2 separate regions of the Mus musculus genome follow, and region 2 is linked to region 1. A link is a contact called in public Micro-C data. All regions are on one chromosome and are shown on one strand. Each heading gives the region's core, a stretch centred on a gene start, on an enhancer-like site or on the middle of the called end of the contact. The rest is flanking DNA. Distances are from core to core; before and after follow the strand shown.

The links. Hi-C and Micro-C count contacts between places; a contact is called where the count stands out from the background.
Region 2: a contact with region 1 is called in a Micro-C map of granulosa cells, with 2.2 times the contacts expected there. The contact joins the enhancer-like site here to the promoter of Sipa1l1 in region 1. A contact is called at or near these places in 1 of 15 datasets of contacts at CTCF or cohesin (the NIH/3T3 cell line), 4 of 484 Hi-C or Micro-C datasets (granulosa cells, muscle stem cells, nephron progenitors and 1 more) and 4 of 9 other capture datasets (adipose tissue, liver, macrophages and 1 more).

Annotation. Positions count from the first base shown.
Region 1 is chr12:82,308,756-82,314,091 of GRCm38.p6, forward strand. It overlaps Sipa1l1 (signal-induced proliferation-associated 1 like 1), which reads left to right and starts at 2,594. Exons shown (of 21, transcript NM_172579.3): 1 at 2,594-2,654.
Region 2 is chr12:82,429,183-82,434,518 of GRCm38.p6, forward strand. It overlaps Sipa1l1 (signal-induced proliferation-associated 1 like 1), which reads left to right. Exons shown (of 21, transcript NM_172579.3): 15 at 3,571-3,810; 16 at 4,507-4,672. Among named protein-coding and RNA genes, the nearest start is that of Gm51987, 15 kb to the right of the region's middle. Within about 2 kb of position 3,064, at least 4 of the 459 cell types and tissues checked have an H3K27ac peak or open chromatin away from gene starts, as enhancers often do. A contact at or near this core is called in granulosa cells, where this site is marked.

The DNA.
Region 1 (5,336 bases), core at 1,344-3,843:
GTGACCTATGGGCTGTCTTGATGTTTTTAGTGTTCAATTCCAGGCAGACTGAGCTCCCACAGAAACAATGGGAATAACTGATAGCAGTACAAACAGTGGTAGTAAAGGGTTAACACTGGATACATGACCTGAGTGATCATGAGAGCAGATCAGCTCTGCTGAAGGCAGGCAGTGCTTTGTCCTTCTCCTTTTTTTTCATATTCTATTCTAGGGAACTCCTTTATTCTCTTCTGATGTGGATACACATTGCAAAGGCTTCTAGGTTTTGGCTCCAGGGGCCACACTGCTCTGAACATTTCTGTTCATGTTGTTGGGAGATACATTGCTTTTCATGGCTCAGGCTCCTGTATTGAAAGGTAGACAAACAAGAGAAACACATGCAGGTGTATTTAATAGAAGTTTTATGTGCCATGTGCCCCTGGATCTTTCAGAAGAAACAAAGTCAAAGGAAATGGTTTTTTTTTTTTTTTTTTTTTAAGATTTATTTATTTTATTAATGTAAGTACACTGTAGCTGTCTTCAGACACTCCAGAAGAGGGAGTCAGATCTTGTTACAGATGGTTGTGAGCCACCATGTGGTTGCTGGGATTTGAACTCCTGACCTTCGGAAGAGCAGTCGGGTGCTCTTACCCACTGAGCCATCTCACCAGCCCAGGAAATGGGTTTTGGTCGTAATAATTTACATCCACTTAGCCAGCTTCTTTGGATCTTAGTGTTTTGTCTTTCTGGAGTTAGGGGCATTCCTTAAGGCACTAGGAGAGCACCTCTGCAGTGACACTCTCCTGGTCAGGGAAGGCCTGCTGCAGGGGAGGGTGGCAGATGGTCAGAGGCCCCTTTGCACAGATGTCTGGAACTTAATCTTCCTGGGTTAGCTTCCAGGGCTTTCCAGTTTCTTGCTGGTGCCAGTTGTGCGGTGGAGTGAACAGACTTCACTCCCATCCATACATTTTCTTCTCTTCTCTTTTTCTCTCTTGATAAAGCCTGATGAATGAAATGTAGCGTGCACTGTGGGGCTGTGGTCTGTGGTCCCTGGCTTCTGTGGAATCTACTTCTCCCAATCATTTGCTTGCCCCTCAGGAAATTACAATATTGAGTTGAAGCTTATGGTGAAATGGATTATCACAATTAATGTGCACTGAACCCAAGATGCAAGTTATGGAAAGTTTAGAAGTCAGAACTAGTCCAAGTCAGGGATGCTTCTTGAAAAGTTAAAGCTTTTTTTGTTTTTTTTTTTAAACAAACCATTAGTAATGTGACAAGACATACCACACCACAGTCAGGAGCAAGAGAGATATGAACACACTCATGTTGTCTGCTTCTCCTGTCTTCTAGGCTTTTTCTTACCCTATACAGTTCAGAGCTCCCTGACCAGGGACTGATGTTTTCCATAGTGGTCTGAGTGAGTGTCCCTTTATCAGTTGGCAGTCAAGGCCATCCTGCACAGACTTGCCCACACGCTAGTCTGATCTAAATAATTGCTCAATTCAAACTAGGTTCCCAGATTTTGGGAAGCTGGCATTCAAAACTAACCATCATAAGGTCCGTTTAATCGAGGGTGTGATTTGCTGTTGTGTTTTGCTGTTCTTCTTAATATTTTCCATGTTTGCTGCAGTGTTATCTGTGCTGATCCCAAACTCCTCGGCCTCCTAAAAGTGCCACCAAGGTGGGCTTCCACTGTACTGTTACTAGATCTCCAGGCTGGGCAGGGGCAGCACTCCTCTATTTCATTTGTGAATATTAAAAGCCATTCCAGTCTTCAAGAGTCTTTGCTGAGGCAGACATGTGCATTTTTTTTTAGAGAATTAGAAATTGAAGCTTATTTCCCAGGTTCATGCTCTATTAGGACTAGGTTCATTGGGTATTGGAGAGGTCAGGCTAACGGGCTTCTTACATTTTCTTTTAAATCTACATACTGTTTGAGGTTCATTTCTTATTCTTCTCTCTTTGTTTTAGAAGTCAACACTATTACTCAGTTGAAATGTGCTGCTTATTTTGATTTTGGAAAGTTGGATCTGTGGCTGGAGAAACAGTTCAGCAGCTAAGAGCCTCCTGCTCCTCGGAGACTCAGTCTGTTCCCAGCAGGGACTCCAGCTTCCGAGGGTCCAGTGCCCCTTTCTGACCTCCACAGGCACACACCACCCCACACGTGCGCGCGTGCGTGTGTTTGCATGTGCATGTGTGTGAGTGTGTGAAAGTAAAGAAAGAAAGCAAGCAAGCAAGAAAGAAAAGTCCAAGGCTGGGTGTGGAGCCCACAGCTTTAACTCTAGCACTCCAGAGTCAGAGGAGAATGTCTGAGTTTGAGGGCAGTCTGGTCTGCGTACCAAGTCCCAGGATAGGCAGGATAATAGAGAGAAATCTGTCTAGAAATAAATAAAAAACAAAGTTTGCCCTACAGTTGACACAGATGATCTTAGAAATATTTATAATGGGCTAGTATTGTAGACACCTCCACTTCTAACCCAATTAATGCTGCTTGCTTCATGAATGCCAGCCTGTTCACCTCAAAGATAAGTCCCTTGTCAAGACTGTGTGAACAGTGTAGTCTTGGTGGCCTTTCATATGCTCTTACAAAGTGTTTCTTGTTTGTTTGTAGGTCATATGTCATTAGTGTGGACGCTGCTGTCTTAAGTCTGTGGCCATGGCACCAGAACACAGTAAGTAGCAATGTTGCAAACTTTGGCTTTCTGGGTTTGAATATCTTCCTGGGGATGGAGCCCCCAGATGCATTCAGGCAAATGGACATTCACTTAGTTAAACCCCAATATGTATGTTTTGAGTTTCTAATTGCAGAGAAAGAAATATAAAACCAAGAAAAACAACTTAGTTTCCTCTTTTCACAGGGCATTCACTTTATTTCCTGGGGTTTAATTTTTTTACTTTCACATACAAAAACATGGTGATAGTCATGACCTGCATGTTCCTGTACACCCAGTGTTTGCCTGTAGTGGCCAGCAGAATGGGCAGCATGGCTGAACTGTGTCACTTATGCTGTCTATTCTTTGTGTTCGGGATCAGGGAGGCTGAGCACAGCTGAAGGGTGGACCTGCTGAGCTGTGGTCTCAAGCTGCCTGTCCACAACTGGCTTGCCAACTTTGGCTCCTTCATCAACTCTGAGGCAATGCCTAGCCAGGGGGATGGTCTCAGAAACAGCCCTAGTTCTAGTTCTAGTTCTAGTTCTAGTTCTAGCTCTAGCTCGTGAGACTCTGGGTGGGAGACCCTGTGGCAGGATTGCACCAAGAGACCCCAGTGGGTGACTCTGCAGCTCGAGACCCTGAGGCAGGTGTACCTAATCTTCTGGCGGAAGTCACCTCATACTTAGGACAGAGCTCAGGGAAACCTCCGCTACTCTCCCTGGATGTCACTGTATGCTGTTGTGAGGTCTGGTGTGGCTTTAGCCTGCTGGCTCCCAGCCCGAGCGAGAAAACCACACAGGATGGAAGACAAATCCAGAACCCAGGGCAGCCAGCCCTGAAGCCTGTCCCCTCTTGAGATACGCAGTGTTTGAGCCAGTCCATTTCCTTTCTGTTAAAGCCAGTTTGAGATGGGAGCCAAAACACCCGAATGATTCACTTAATCCCTACTTTATTTTTAGTAATCCATTAGTTTCCCCCAGGGACTGTGGGAGTAATTGCAAAGCAAGGCAAAATAATACCGTTAAATTAAACTGGCACGGCGTGGTGTTGACTGGCATCCTCTTTGCTCTCAGCGGGAGCTCTAGTGAGTTAGTATTCAGGATGGGAGGATAAACCTTGAGATGCGCGCTCTTTCTCTCTTCGTTTTCACCCAGAAGCTTGTGCCTCTTACTCAGCTGTCCACGGAGCCTAGGAAGCGCCTGGGCCCAGGCACCAGCCTTGCTCTCAGAGAAGATGTGTCTGCAGGCAGCGTGGACCTGTGCTATCTTCCTAGAACACATTGTACTCATGTTTTTAACACTTGTTTTTGATTTTAAAAATTAGTATGAGTGCTTCAGATATGAAAACAGTGTGAGGAAGAACATAATCCACACCCATCCATCTCTCCAGCACAGGAGACGTTTGTCCGTCCATCAAGCAGTTAAAACCCATGTTCCCCTCCTCTGCCCCCAGGAATCACAGCTCCACTTTCGTTTTCTATTGAGGTGGGTCTCCTGTATCTGAGGCTGGCCTTGGCCTTGCTGTATGGTTGAGGCTGGCATTGAACCCTGGTATTCCTACCTCTACCTCCCACTGAGATCACAGCACTGTTCTACCAGGCCTGATTTGTGTTTGTTTTAACTTCCAAAAAGAAAAGGAAAAAAAAAAAAAAAAAAAAAAAGCAGACGCCACACACTGTAAAAGCACAAGGAGGTTTACAAGAGATACAAGGTCAGTGTAAGGCTTTTGGTTTGGTCATAGGCACTTTGAAAGATGTGCTGTTAGTACATCCAGTGTTGCTCTGTGAGTCACGATGAGCATGGTGACAGCTTTTGTAGAGTGCACTCTCCAAAGCTCTTTCCTTGGCTGCATGGTCTGCTGCTCACTGACCCCTGCAGGTTTGGGTTCTCACAGGGTGCTATCACTATGAGCTTCTTACTTCCTTGGTAGTCTTCACCCTGTGGTCAGGGCATAGGCTGTGGGCAAACTTCATCTGTGCGTTTTCTGCACTGTAGCAGTATCTGGTGGCCTACAAAGCTTCCTTCTGGGCCCTCAAACTGACCACTTGGTCATTCTACTACTTTATCTGTGGCAGTGGTTACAGAAAAGATATCTCCCCGCAAGCTGACTGTAGCCACTCTGAAACAATACCTGTACCACTGGGAGCCTCTTCAGGAAGCTTCGATGTGCCCTGTTTCCTCTGGGAGCCAGTGTTGGGTCTTAGAGCCAGTGCTCTTGCCTTTGTTTGTTTTTAATTTTGTGTATGGTATTTGGTTTTGCCTATATGCATATCTGTCCACAGAGGCCAGAGGAGGATTATAGCCAGTTGTGAGCCGCCATTTGGGTGTCAGGAACCAAACCCTGGTTTTTGGCAAGAACAGCCAATGCTCTTAAACTTCAAGCTATCTCTCCAACTCCTAAATATAGCATTCTTGACAAAATGTAAACCACGTAACTTCTGCATTATAAAAGCATCTCGCGTGCGTTTGGAGGGTTTCTGGCGTGCTCTCCGTAGGAGTGAGTGCTGCCTTCGGGGACGCGAACAGTGCAGTTGTCTATTCCTTCTTTCAGAAACCAGTGTCCTAGCATCACAGAAACACTTCTTTGTATTCCATGGGTAATTTTTACTTAAATGTTTAGCATTTGCTGAAGAGCAAACTACAATTTTCCCCTCCATACTTTTATCTGTACAGGAAAAAAAAATCAATGTCTTTTATTGAAATT
Region 2 (5,336 bases), core at 1,814-4,313, 120 kb after region 1:
TTATCCTAGAGTGTAGATGAAACCTGAAGTCACCGAGTCCGAGGACATCCTGGTTTGGCTGTGCTCACAGTTAAACCTGGCTTTTCATGTAGTGGAAAAGGAGCTGATGTCTGCACCTGCCACCCCAGTGGGTCTGCTTCTCTTCCCTTTTGACTCATATTATTGGCTCATTACCTTACACCATTCTTAGGAAGAGATTCAAAGCACTGTGGGTAAGACAGACAGAATCACAACATATTGAATTAACAAGAGTTCTCCAGGATATCGAAACAGCCCAGCTGTCTGGCTCCCCTTAAGCACAGATCTGCCAACTTGTCATTGACTGTAATATAATTAAAACTCCCAGAGTCTCTTGGTGCAGTATGTGACTATGCTACCTTGAGGTGGTCATAGGCCAGCTTCAAGGAGCTCCCCAGAGCCTGGGCTGGAATTATATAGGAAAGGAAGAGACGGGCCATTTTAGAAAGTGTATAGACTCAGGTAGCAGTTTTTAGTTCTAGGAAATGGGAGAACTCTTTTAAAATGTTTCAAAACACAGCTTCCTTTGACTCAAGAAAATGTAAGATGAGCCCTCAGCTCTGCACTGATAGCAGCTCCTGCGGGGACCACGGTTTTGCTTCAGACACATGGTATCCATGGCTTCAAGTCTTGGATCTGGGCAGACAGGAAGTGGGGATTTGACCAAGTTAGAGCAGTGTGAGCAAGTCACCTGGATTCAAGCCGTGGTTCTCAAATGCGCTGCGTACTGCAGGGGAGATTTCTGCCCTCTCTGTAGACACTGATTCAGCTCTGATCCTAGCACCTCTGGGATTCGAACCCTCTGAAGTGCGTGTTTTGGATGTGTCCTGGGTAAAGGCTCGGCTTCTGCTGTTAGGGGAAAAACAGGCCATTTGTTTCTGTTTGGTACCAGATACCAGTTCTTTTTTTTCTTTTATTTAATATTTACTTATTCATTTATTATTTGTAAGTACACTGTAGCTGTCTTCAGACACTCCAGAAGAGGGCATCAGATCTCATTACGGGTGGTTGTGATCCACCATGTGGTTGCTGGGATTTGAACTCAGGACCTTTGGAAGAGCAGTCGGCGCTCTTAACCGCTGAGCCATCTCACCAGCCCCCAGATACCAGTTCTTAATGTGGCTGTCTGATTATAACCATTAGTAAGCATAAGTGTGCTGGCCCTTCACACCAAGTAGTAGCCACCATATTCAGATAGAATGAATAATTAGGTTCAGTGGTCAGTTAATCAGGTGTCCTGGTGAGGGTACACAAAGGTTGCAGAAGCATCTTTCATAGATGTAATGACCTCCTACAATAAAAATTAAACGTGACGGAATGATTTGTAAAACAACGAGCAGTTTAATTTATTTTCTATTCTCCTGGCAAATTATTTTTTGACTCAACTTCAGCCTTTTAAAGTCCCAGGATTTTTTAATAGCTGTGTAATATCAAAGTATTCGAAGGTAAAATGTGTCGATTCAGGTATAAATCAGATATAGTAGACTTCAGAGCCTGGGTCATGGACCACAGCAGCCTCTGGGAACACTTGAGAAGTGAGCATTCTCATGTCTGCCCAGCCCCATCCCATCTACGTCAGCATCTCTGGAGAGGGCACACAGTCAGCATTTTTAACATACTGCTCTTTGAGAGCTGGCTCCTGTGGTTATCCAAGGTTAGATTTTTAAGTTAGATGTGCGCTAAATACCTTGGGACCTCATAACTATGTTCTAGTGCATGTGAAGAGATCCTAAATCGAAAAATAAACCTTAACATCTACAAACCAAAGACTAGAATCTTGTCTCTAAGTAAGCGACAGACACTCCCCACCCTCACCTCCACCCCCTGCTGTCTAAAGCTTATCTGAGGCTACCCCTCTTCCCTGCAGAAGTCCAGAGCCAGCTGTGCTGTCTCCCCTGATGTGCCCTGGGCCTCTCATGCTTCTTGGTGCACCCTTCAGCCTTGTTGAAGTCTTTCCTTTACCTGAGTTCACTCTCACACTTGTAATCTTTCTGTAGCAGAGATCTGCTGCTGTTTTGTCCTTACTGGTTTGATATGCCATATCTAGGAAACAGTCTTATATCCCCCTTACCTTAAGATATACTTTTTCTTGTAAAATTATATGTGATGTGTAGGGGTGGGGCATGTCCTGATGCCCTCAAGGGCAGGAAGAGGACAGTGGCTCTCTTGGAGTGTCAGGTTCAGGTATGCCGCTGGGAACCAAACTCTGGTCCTCTGAGAGAGCAGTCCATGCTCTTAACTACTGAGCCCTCTCTCCAGCCCTTCTTAATTTTAAAAGCAACTAGGCGGAATGTTTATCAGCGGTAAGGTTGCATCGCTTTTCATTTGTGTAGCCATTGCAGATTTGTATTCCATCTCTAGCTGGACTAGTACTTGGGGGAAAATGTTTATGGTAAGACTAATAATTGTTTATTCTATTTTTCCAAGTTTGGGCCCAGCTCTTCTGAGTTCATTATAAAAATAAAGAAGACGGCTCTTTGTGTTCTGAAGTAATAAATAAGACCACGTTCATACTGGAAGCTCTCCAAGTGGAGTCTTCCACAATACTTTTCCAGATCTGGTAGCTGACTCTTAAATACTAACAAGACTCTTCCCTGTTGTACAAAATGTTCTTCCATATTGTAGTTCAAAATCTGCACGTCTGACCAGTAGAGCTTCGTTTCCACCAGTAGATTCTGTCTCAGCCATCTGGGTTTTGTTTCTACTGTAACGCTTTAAAATACTGTGATAGTTTCAGAGTTGCAGAAAAGTTTCCTAGATAGTTTGTGAACACCCCACACTTGTTCCCCTTTGTCATCTTCTCCCATTCTAATGGTACCTTTGTCCCAGCTGCGTATCATTATAGTACTTTAATATCTGCTCAGTCAGGATAACTAGGTTTGGACAATAGGAGTGCCTCTCTGAGGAATGCAACTGTACGTCTGTTGTAGGAGCCACCTGACCTTAGATTGTTCCTAAGCACAACTCAGCAGGGCTCATAGTGTGGACATGACCCTGAGAGACCGTAGAAGGAAGTGTGGTTATCCTGCATGTGGGTAGCTGATAGAAGCGCTACTCCCCAACCTTGAAAAATCTGCCTTTTTCCAGGCTTAGAACTTGTCTGATGATGAGTAAGCTTTTGAGTCCGTATGCATGCTGATGCTATAGGGACACAGATATAAGCGTGCCCTTGGCCTGGGATGTCAAGGATTGCTGTGTCCCTGACTTGATCTTCCTCTCATCTTTAGCCTGGTCTTAGCATCATCATGACCCCCAGATTTGATGTGGTCATACAGGCAGACACTGAGACTTTTACTGCTCCTTGTCCTATCCCTGGCCCCTCTCAGACTTCAGTGGGCCAGTGTGTCTGAAAATGCCCCTCTTGCTTTTAACTTAACGTGCAGACATTTAAATTTCAGGACGAGAACAGGCAGACCAGCTGACCATCCCTTTTAATCATTTCTTCAAAGTTCATTTTTCTCTAACCTGACCTTCACCTCCACCTTGGACACTACCCCACAACTGACATGGTGTAGACACTATAGTCACCGTCTCTGTCCTGCCTCTCCACAGTACCATGAGCTCCCGACACTCTGCCAGCCCAGTGGTATTCTCCAGTGCCAGAAGTTCCCCCAAAGAGGAGCTTCACCCCACCGCATCCTCCCAGCTCGCACCGTCCTTTTCCTCTTCTTCCTCATCCTCCTCTGGACCTAGGACTTTCTACCCTCGCCAGGGCGCCACTAGCAAATATCTGATTGGATGGAAAAAGCCAGAAGGAACCATTAACTCCGTGGGATTTATGGACACACGAAAGTAAGGGATCCTCTCCTGCTACTTCGTGGTGGGTTTTCTCTGCGCACAGAAAGACCTGGGCAGTCTCTTATTGCCAGTGACCCTCGGCTGCAATGTTGGGGTTGGAGGGAATTGCTTATGGAGGGATTTTCTTGTTTTAAATTAACAAAAAAGTATTTTTCATATAATATATTCTGATCACACTTCTCCACTCTCCCTAGGAGATTTTATTTGCTGAGTAACTTTTTTTTCTTTAAGTTATTTCTCTGCTTCATTGCTTGAGTAAGATGTACTGCAAACATCTCGCTCTAAGGTCTTTAGCCTAGGAAAGGTGTTTGAATCAGCCTTTGGGATGACTGAGCCTCCGATGCTCTGTCAGTCACAGCCTTTCTGTAGACTGCTTCTTCTCTGGGCCTGTAGGACTTAGAACAAAGGGCTTCTCCATGGGCTATTCCTGTCGTTTGACTGCCATTGTATAAAGGTGGCTCTGGGGATCGCTCTGTTGGAGTCTGCTGCTAGTGCTAGCCAAACAGGGCAGTGTCCTATAGAAGAGTGAATTACTCCTCCCACTTTATTTTGAGTTCACATTGACTCTGATTATCTAACAAGCCCTGACCTCAGTGGATTCTGATGTAAATAGGAGTCAGACCCTTTGTCTCATCTGTCACAGTACCCTGAGCCAACCCTGCTGACTTCATTTCTACCCCCTCTCCCTAGGCGACATCAGAGTGATGGCAATGAGATAGCCCACACTAGGCTTCGAGCCTCAACCAGGGACCTGCAGGCATCCCCAAAGCCGACCTCCAAGTCTACCATTGAGGAAGATCTAAAGAAACTCATCGACCTTGAGAGCCCAACTCCCGAATCCCAGAAGAATTTCAAGGTAGAAGGCAGGCTGTGGGGTAATGGCAGAGAAAAGCTGGGCATGATGGGGTGTGTAGGACTGAGGGTGTTGGGGGACCCTTCTCCCTCCATGTTGAGTGCTCTTCTCTGCAGCCACAGCTCTTTGGTGCCCTGTTAGCCTGCCCTTCCCTGGCTCTCTCTTCTAGTGTGTCCTATTCTGAGTCCACACTGAAGTGGCATCACCTCCAGGACTCAGTAATGACACACCTGTGGCTCCCTTGTCAGCCAGAACATGTTGCATGTGGTCTCCCATCTGCCTTCTATCTGTAAGGTCCTTTTCTTACATTTCTCACATGTGTCAAATTTGCCTCTTGGTCTCTGTACCCCCCACTTTGCTGACCACAGGTAATAGCGCTTTCCATGTGTGAATCAAGGGAACTGCCTCCTGGCCAAGCTCATGGGTCTCTATACTCAATGCCTCTTTTCTCCCTCAGAATCCTGACTGTGGGCCCCTTCCCTAGAGTCAAGTCTTCCTCTCCATCCCCCCAAACGCTCGCTCAGCATTTGTGTGTGTTTGTCAGTGGCCAGCCTTCTCCTGGGCCATTCCAGGAAGATCATGGTGGTGAACTCTGGGGGGGCGGGGGGGAGGTTTCCCTTTAACTTCTGAGTTGAATGATGTTCAGGATGACTAGAAAGCTTGTTTC